2 separate regions of the Ovis aries genome follow, and region 1 is linked to region 2. Evidence: chromatin contacts called from public Hi-C data. All regions are on one chromosome and are shown on one strand. Each heading gives the region's core, a stretch centred on a gene start, on an enhancer-like site or on the middle of the called end of the contact. The rest is flanking DNA. Distances are from core to core; before and after follow the strand shown. Region 1 overlaps TNFRSF8 (TNF receptor superfamily member 8). Region 2 overlaps TNFRSF1B (TNF receptor superfamily member 1B).

Region 1 (2,700 bases), core at 194-2,693, 78 kb after region 2:
CAGTCACTTCACCAAGGGGCATCTGGCAGCTGCCTGGCCCTGCCCCACCCCACTGCAGGCAAGTGTCCCCTCCACTGCCCCCAGGGTGGAAGTTGGTCCTTCCTCAGACCTCACTCTGGAGAACAGTGGATGGGTTTCAGGCCCGGGGCACAGGGCCTCACTTCCCAGGGGCAGCCAGAGAACAGGGCAGTCATCTCTCTCCCAGCCAACAAGCCCCTCAGCACACCGGACCCCTCCCCTCCCACCCACTCCCACACATGCACAGGAGTGGTTCAGGACCAGCCGAAGAGGCCTGACAGGGTCAGAAGCTGCTGCCATCGCCTGGTGGCTGCCAGGGGCAGAAAAGGCCAGAGCCCCTCGGAGCAACATGTGAAACTCAACCACACAGGAGGACCTCATGGTGATAGAGAGAGGGTGGTGGGTCCTGAGGATCCTTTCTGAGCCCCCGAGTCAGGCATGCCTAAAGCCAGATGGCCGCAGAGCCCTTTAGGGGCTCTTCAACTGGAAATGCTAGAGATGGTACCCAGAGACATGTCTACACCAGGGTGAGTCAGCTCCCAGGCACTGAGTCCTCTGGGAGGACAGCGCTCCTTATAATCCCAAAGGGACCACCTACAGGGTATTGACTTTTGCTGCCTTTAGGTGTGGACAGCTGACCAGAGAACTCGCATATGAAGAGGCCAGCCGGCTGAGTCACCTCGGAAACTCTGACCTCTGCTGCTCTGGGAAACCAGCCTCCTCAAATCCTAGCGGAAATGCACGCTGGGGGCCAACCAGCCATGATAAAATGACACGATGGGCAATTTGAACCTGCTGTGGAGACACCAGGTCACTTTGGGGGGACAATCTTCCATGTCCATTGTAAATGACCATCCGCAGGTTAAGTGTCTAAAGGGGAAATGGATCAGAATCTCGGTCAAAAGAAACACATGTGTAAAATGACACAATGCTTGATGACCGAGTTAACAGCAGAGCAGTCACCTTAGGAGGCTCGTGGCTCTCTCCCAAGAGGAAGCCACTGTCTAGTGCCCCAGCCAGCATTTTGAGAAATGTTGCCCAGCCTGAGGCACATTCTTTTAAATGAAGTCAGAGAAGCCGAATCTTTATCCTGTGAGAGTGATTTTTGAGTTCTGCAAACAGCCAACTGTCATTTGGCAGCGAGTCATTGAGGGGAGAAAGTATGTGATAAAGTAACAAGACAGGATAAACAAAAATGATAAAACACAGTCCTGGAGAGGATGTGGGTAAACAGGAACACAGCTGCTCATGCCCTGTGAATGGGTTCCCTCTTTCTCAAGAACCATCTGGCAGTGAAAACTTCACACACTTTGATTTAGTAATCCCTCTTTGGGGACACACCCTCAGGAAATAACTCGAAGGAAAGTAACCAGGCTGTGCACAGCAGTGGAGCCTATGATAAGCAAAAAACTGAAAACGAGCCAGGTGCCGAACAAGGAAGCAGCTTAGCAGTCCTGCGTCGGAGGCCTGCTTAGCCATGCAGCCCCAGCGCAGGCCCTCACCTCTCCCGGTCTTAGTTCTCTCCTTTGGAAAAGGGGCACAATCATGCCCCTTCAGAGGGTTTTTATGAAGATTAAATGAGATCTCAGAAGAGAAGGTGCCCAGGAATCAATCATGTTGAGAGCATATTCTTCTCTCTCATATGTTTTTGAGTTTCTGTAGGCTTTATTGGGATAAGTTAACAAAAATCAAGATTCCATCAACCATCGTGTCTTAATTTATAAACTCAGCAGAGACTCTGGTCCATATACGAAAGTGTGAAAATATTAGGCGCTCAGTCATGTCCGATTCTTTGTGACCACGTGGACTATACAGCCCAGTCCACCAGGCTCCTCTGTCCATGGAACTCTGCAGGCAAGAATATGGAGTGGGTAGACATTCCCTTCTCCATGGGATCTTCCCGACCCAGGGATGGAACCCAGGTCTCCCGCATTGCAGGCAGGTTCTTTACCATCTTAGCCCCCTGGTCCATATATGTGTACATATAAAACATAACACGTTTCAACATAAACAGAGTCCCACTGGAACATTTTGCCAGTTAACAGAAAGCCAATTTTCCCTTTCCCCAAATGTCTTCAAAATTGAGTCCCCACTGTTTACTTCTCGGTGGAACTAGTCCCTTGTGGCTAGGGACACTGGAGTTCTATCCTGTCTACTAAACAAAAAAATAATTGTTTTCAAGTTTTAATTTGAGAGCACATACTCTTGATAGGTTGTGATGGAAATGACACTGAACTCATATGGTCTTCCTCCTCCAAACCCATGACTTCAGTCTAATCAGAACAAAAACACTGACCAATTCCAACAGAGGATCATCCTATACCTTAACTGACGAGCACTCCTCAAAACTGCCACGGTCATCAAAAGCTAGGAGGGCCAGAAACTGTCAGAGGCCAGGGGAGCCTAAGGCACAAATGCAAAGTGGTGTCCTGGGTGGGGTTCTGGAGCAGAAGCATGCTAGGCAAAGCCAAGTAGACCTGAACAGAGTACAGGCTTCACATAATAGTAGTGAGTCGGTATTGCTTTTATTGTGACAAGCGTACTGCAGTAGAATAAGATGTTTATAATAGAGGAAATTGGGTGTGGGCTATATTTCCACTAACTTCTCAAATTTTCTGTAAGTCTAAAACTTTTCTTTAATGAAGTCTGTTTAGATTTTTTAAATTGAAACATTAAAAAGGG
Region 2 (2,700 bases), core at 136-2,635:
CATGCCTTCTCTTTCTCCAAGGAGCCCTAACTTATCTGCTTACAATTGGAGTACCCAGTGACTGGGGCCTCCTGGAGTCCAGAGTCTTGTTCCCCTGAGTGAGTACGGGGCTGCACATGCATGAGCAGACCTGCAGAAACCACCCCAACCCCAAGGGCAGGCTGAGAGACCAAGGCGATGGATGGGATGTGTGCTGAGGGCCTATTTGGAGGCCAGCTGGGTGGTTCTGGACAAAAAGCATTGTCCATTCCATGCCTCAGGAAGTGGCCAGGCTCTCGGCAAGGGCAACTGTAATGTGGGTGCTTCTGGGGTCTGGCACAGAATGGACTTATCAGACTCCAGTGGCCAAGACCCATTCTCCCCCTTACCTTGGTGACAGGCGCCAGGACCAAGGACACACCCCAGCTCAGACCTGAAGACAAAGCCAGCAGTCAAAGTAAAAAACAAATTAAAGGTTTATTCATAAGCAGGAATGCTGTCCAGAATACATACAGTGCAAACTCTCCTTGTCCTTGGGATCAACACAAGCCCACAAGCTGGCAAAATTGTTATCAGTTAGGTCAAATGGACTCCCTCCAGCACTTGGGCCCTAGACTGGCTAAGGCCCCCTTCCTTGGCAGAGAAGGTTCTTTTTCAGCTTGGGTACACACAACCAAACCCAAAATGGAAGCTGAGATTACAGCAGCACAAGCTTTATTCATTGGTCAGAGAATGGAGAAGTGGGAACTTATTAACCGTTCATAAACAAACTTCTCACCTTAATGGGGAACCAGATTTGCTGTCAAGAACAATGGGGGGAAGAGTGCGAGGAATGATGGGGAGGCAAATGCTCTCCTTTTCTGGGAAAGAGGCAGGGTTTTCCTAGAAATGGGGTGCTACCTCTTTTCTGTCCTTTTTTGGTCAGTGATTCCTGGTCACGGCAAGCAGTAGGTATGTCATTTAGTAGCTAATGTAGTAAGTTCAGTTCAGTCGCTCAGTCGTGTCCGACTCTTTGCAACCCCATGAATCGCAGCATGCCAGGCCTCCCTGTCCATCACCAACTCCCGGAGTTCACTCAGTGTCAACTGAGACTCGGGGTCTGCTGGAGGTCAGATGCATCTCCATCTTGGTTTCACCTGGTTCTATCCAGTTTTTATTTTTCTCTTCCTATAGTTTCTTTCTTCGTGTCCCAAGCCTATGACTTAAAGGTATATTTGAGTTTCTGTTCAAGGGAGGGAGGTCGATGGGTTTTGACCAAGGGTCTAGTGGCTACTCTGGTAACAAAATGAGGCCACACCCAGAGTCTCGTAGTTCATCCCCGCTCTGACAGCAAGGTGAGGTCCTCCACAGCAAGGTGACAGCAAGGAAGCCTGAGGTCCTCCCAGAACAGTCCACTAGGGGGCAGAAGTGCTCCACGGCTGCAAAGGGTCCAATGCGGTTGGAGACTCTGGCCAGTCCAGGAACAGGGACATCTTGATTGCAGCAAGGGAAGCCTTTCTTCACTGCAGGGTAATGGCTGGGCTTCTCCTACCCTCTAAAATTTCAGCTGCCAAGTTCAAGTTCAGTGGAATTTTTCAACAAGGGATCCAAGTATATGGGATCCAGCTGTCTTCTCAAGGAGGCCCCCATCCCCTTTCCTTCCAGAATGTGGCTAAGGCCTCACTTGTCCATTGTCTGTAGGGCCTGGGCATGTATTTCGGGGAGTGGGGGGACTCCTTAATGGGGAAGAATCCATTGGCCCAAGTGTTGGCTTCAGCACTTCAGTTCCCGGAAGGCCATTTGACCTGACAACACGGGTCACAGAACCACAACATACAACACAGACACGCAGACACAAGACCTGCTCTCAGCATCTCATGTCCACCCAGGACCTCAGCGGGCCCAGCACCAAAGCGGCTCTGAGGCTCCACTGGGACCTGGGACTTCAGGCACAGCAGGAGGGGGCATCGAGAGAAATAGGTACACCCCTTCAGGAGGCAAAAGAGGAAGGTCCAGGCTGAGGTAGGAGGAGATGGCTGCGGGGCCTCAATCATCTCCAGTTCCTGAAATTCCCTGATAGGAAAAGGTGTGGCCTTGGAGCCCCACACCAGACAGTGGGGGAGGGGAAGCTGGCACTGTGGGTAAACGGGAGTGAAGGTCAAAGGCGGAGGATGCAAACTCCGAGTCTGGCTTTGTTACACTGCAGCTTGTTTGTCTGTGCCATGGTGCTTTTTTTGTTTTTATTGCCACAAGTTTAAACTGGAAGGTTTCCGGTTAGAGGTCTGGCATCTTAACCAGGTCACGGCACTCATTCAAAAGGCCGCCTGCCCGGGCCCTCTGAGCATCCAGTTTTTAGCCCACAGTATGAGATGGAGATAGCAGGAGTGGGTTTGGAGGTGGTGCTGCCCAGGGTCCTGAGCTAACCTGGGGGACCCTTATAGGGGTCGCCACCCTCTCCCTGCATAGAACCATTTGACTTAATGGCACATGGCCACCCTCACTGGGACCGTCCCGCAGTCTCCCATTCAGGCTAAAGGCCTGTCCTTTCTCCACTCTCTCTCTCCACTGATACACACAGCATCCTTCCTCCCTGACAAGAAGCCAGAGCGGAGTAGAGTCCAGGGATTAAAAAACAATATTAATAAAACCCCGAAACAACAAGGGCTCCAGAAGCCAAGACTGCAGGACCGGTTGGGGGGCAGCTCTCAGAGAGGCAAGGGCTCGTTCCCGGCTGCCCAGCAC

Evidence for each region. Hi-C and Micro-C count contacts between places; a contact is called where the count stands out from the background.
Region 1: a contact with region 2 is called in a Hi-C map of liver, with 6 times the contacts expected there. The contact joins two enhancer-like sites. A contact is called at or near these places in 15 of 16 Hi-C or Micro-C datasets (blood, hypothalamus, liver and 7 more).

The regions. Positions count from the first base shown.
Region 1 is chr12:40,832,763-40,835,462 of ARS-UI_Ramb_v3.0, forward strand. All of the region lies in intron 12 of TNFRSF8 (TNF receptor superfamily member 8), which reads right to left. Among named protein-coding and RNA genes, the nearest start is that of TNFRSF1B, 43 kb to the left of the region's middle. Within about 2 kb of position 1,444, at least 29 of the 54 cell types and tissues checked have an H3K27ac peak or open chromatin away from gene starts, as enhancers often do. A contact at or near this core is called in liver, where this site is marked.
Region 2 is chr12:40,755,111-40,757,810 of ARS-UI_Ramb_v3.0, forward strand. TNFRSF1B (TNF receptor superfamily member 1B) reads right to left here. Exons shown (of 10, transcript XM_012187301.4): 10 at 438-2,700. Among named protein-coding and RNA genes, the nearest start is that of TRNAS-GGA, 15 kb to the right of the region's middle. Within about 2 kb of position 1,386, at least 7 of the 54 cell types and tissues checked have an H3K27ac peak or open chromatin away from gene starts, as enhancers often do. A contact at or near this core is called in liver, where this site is marked.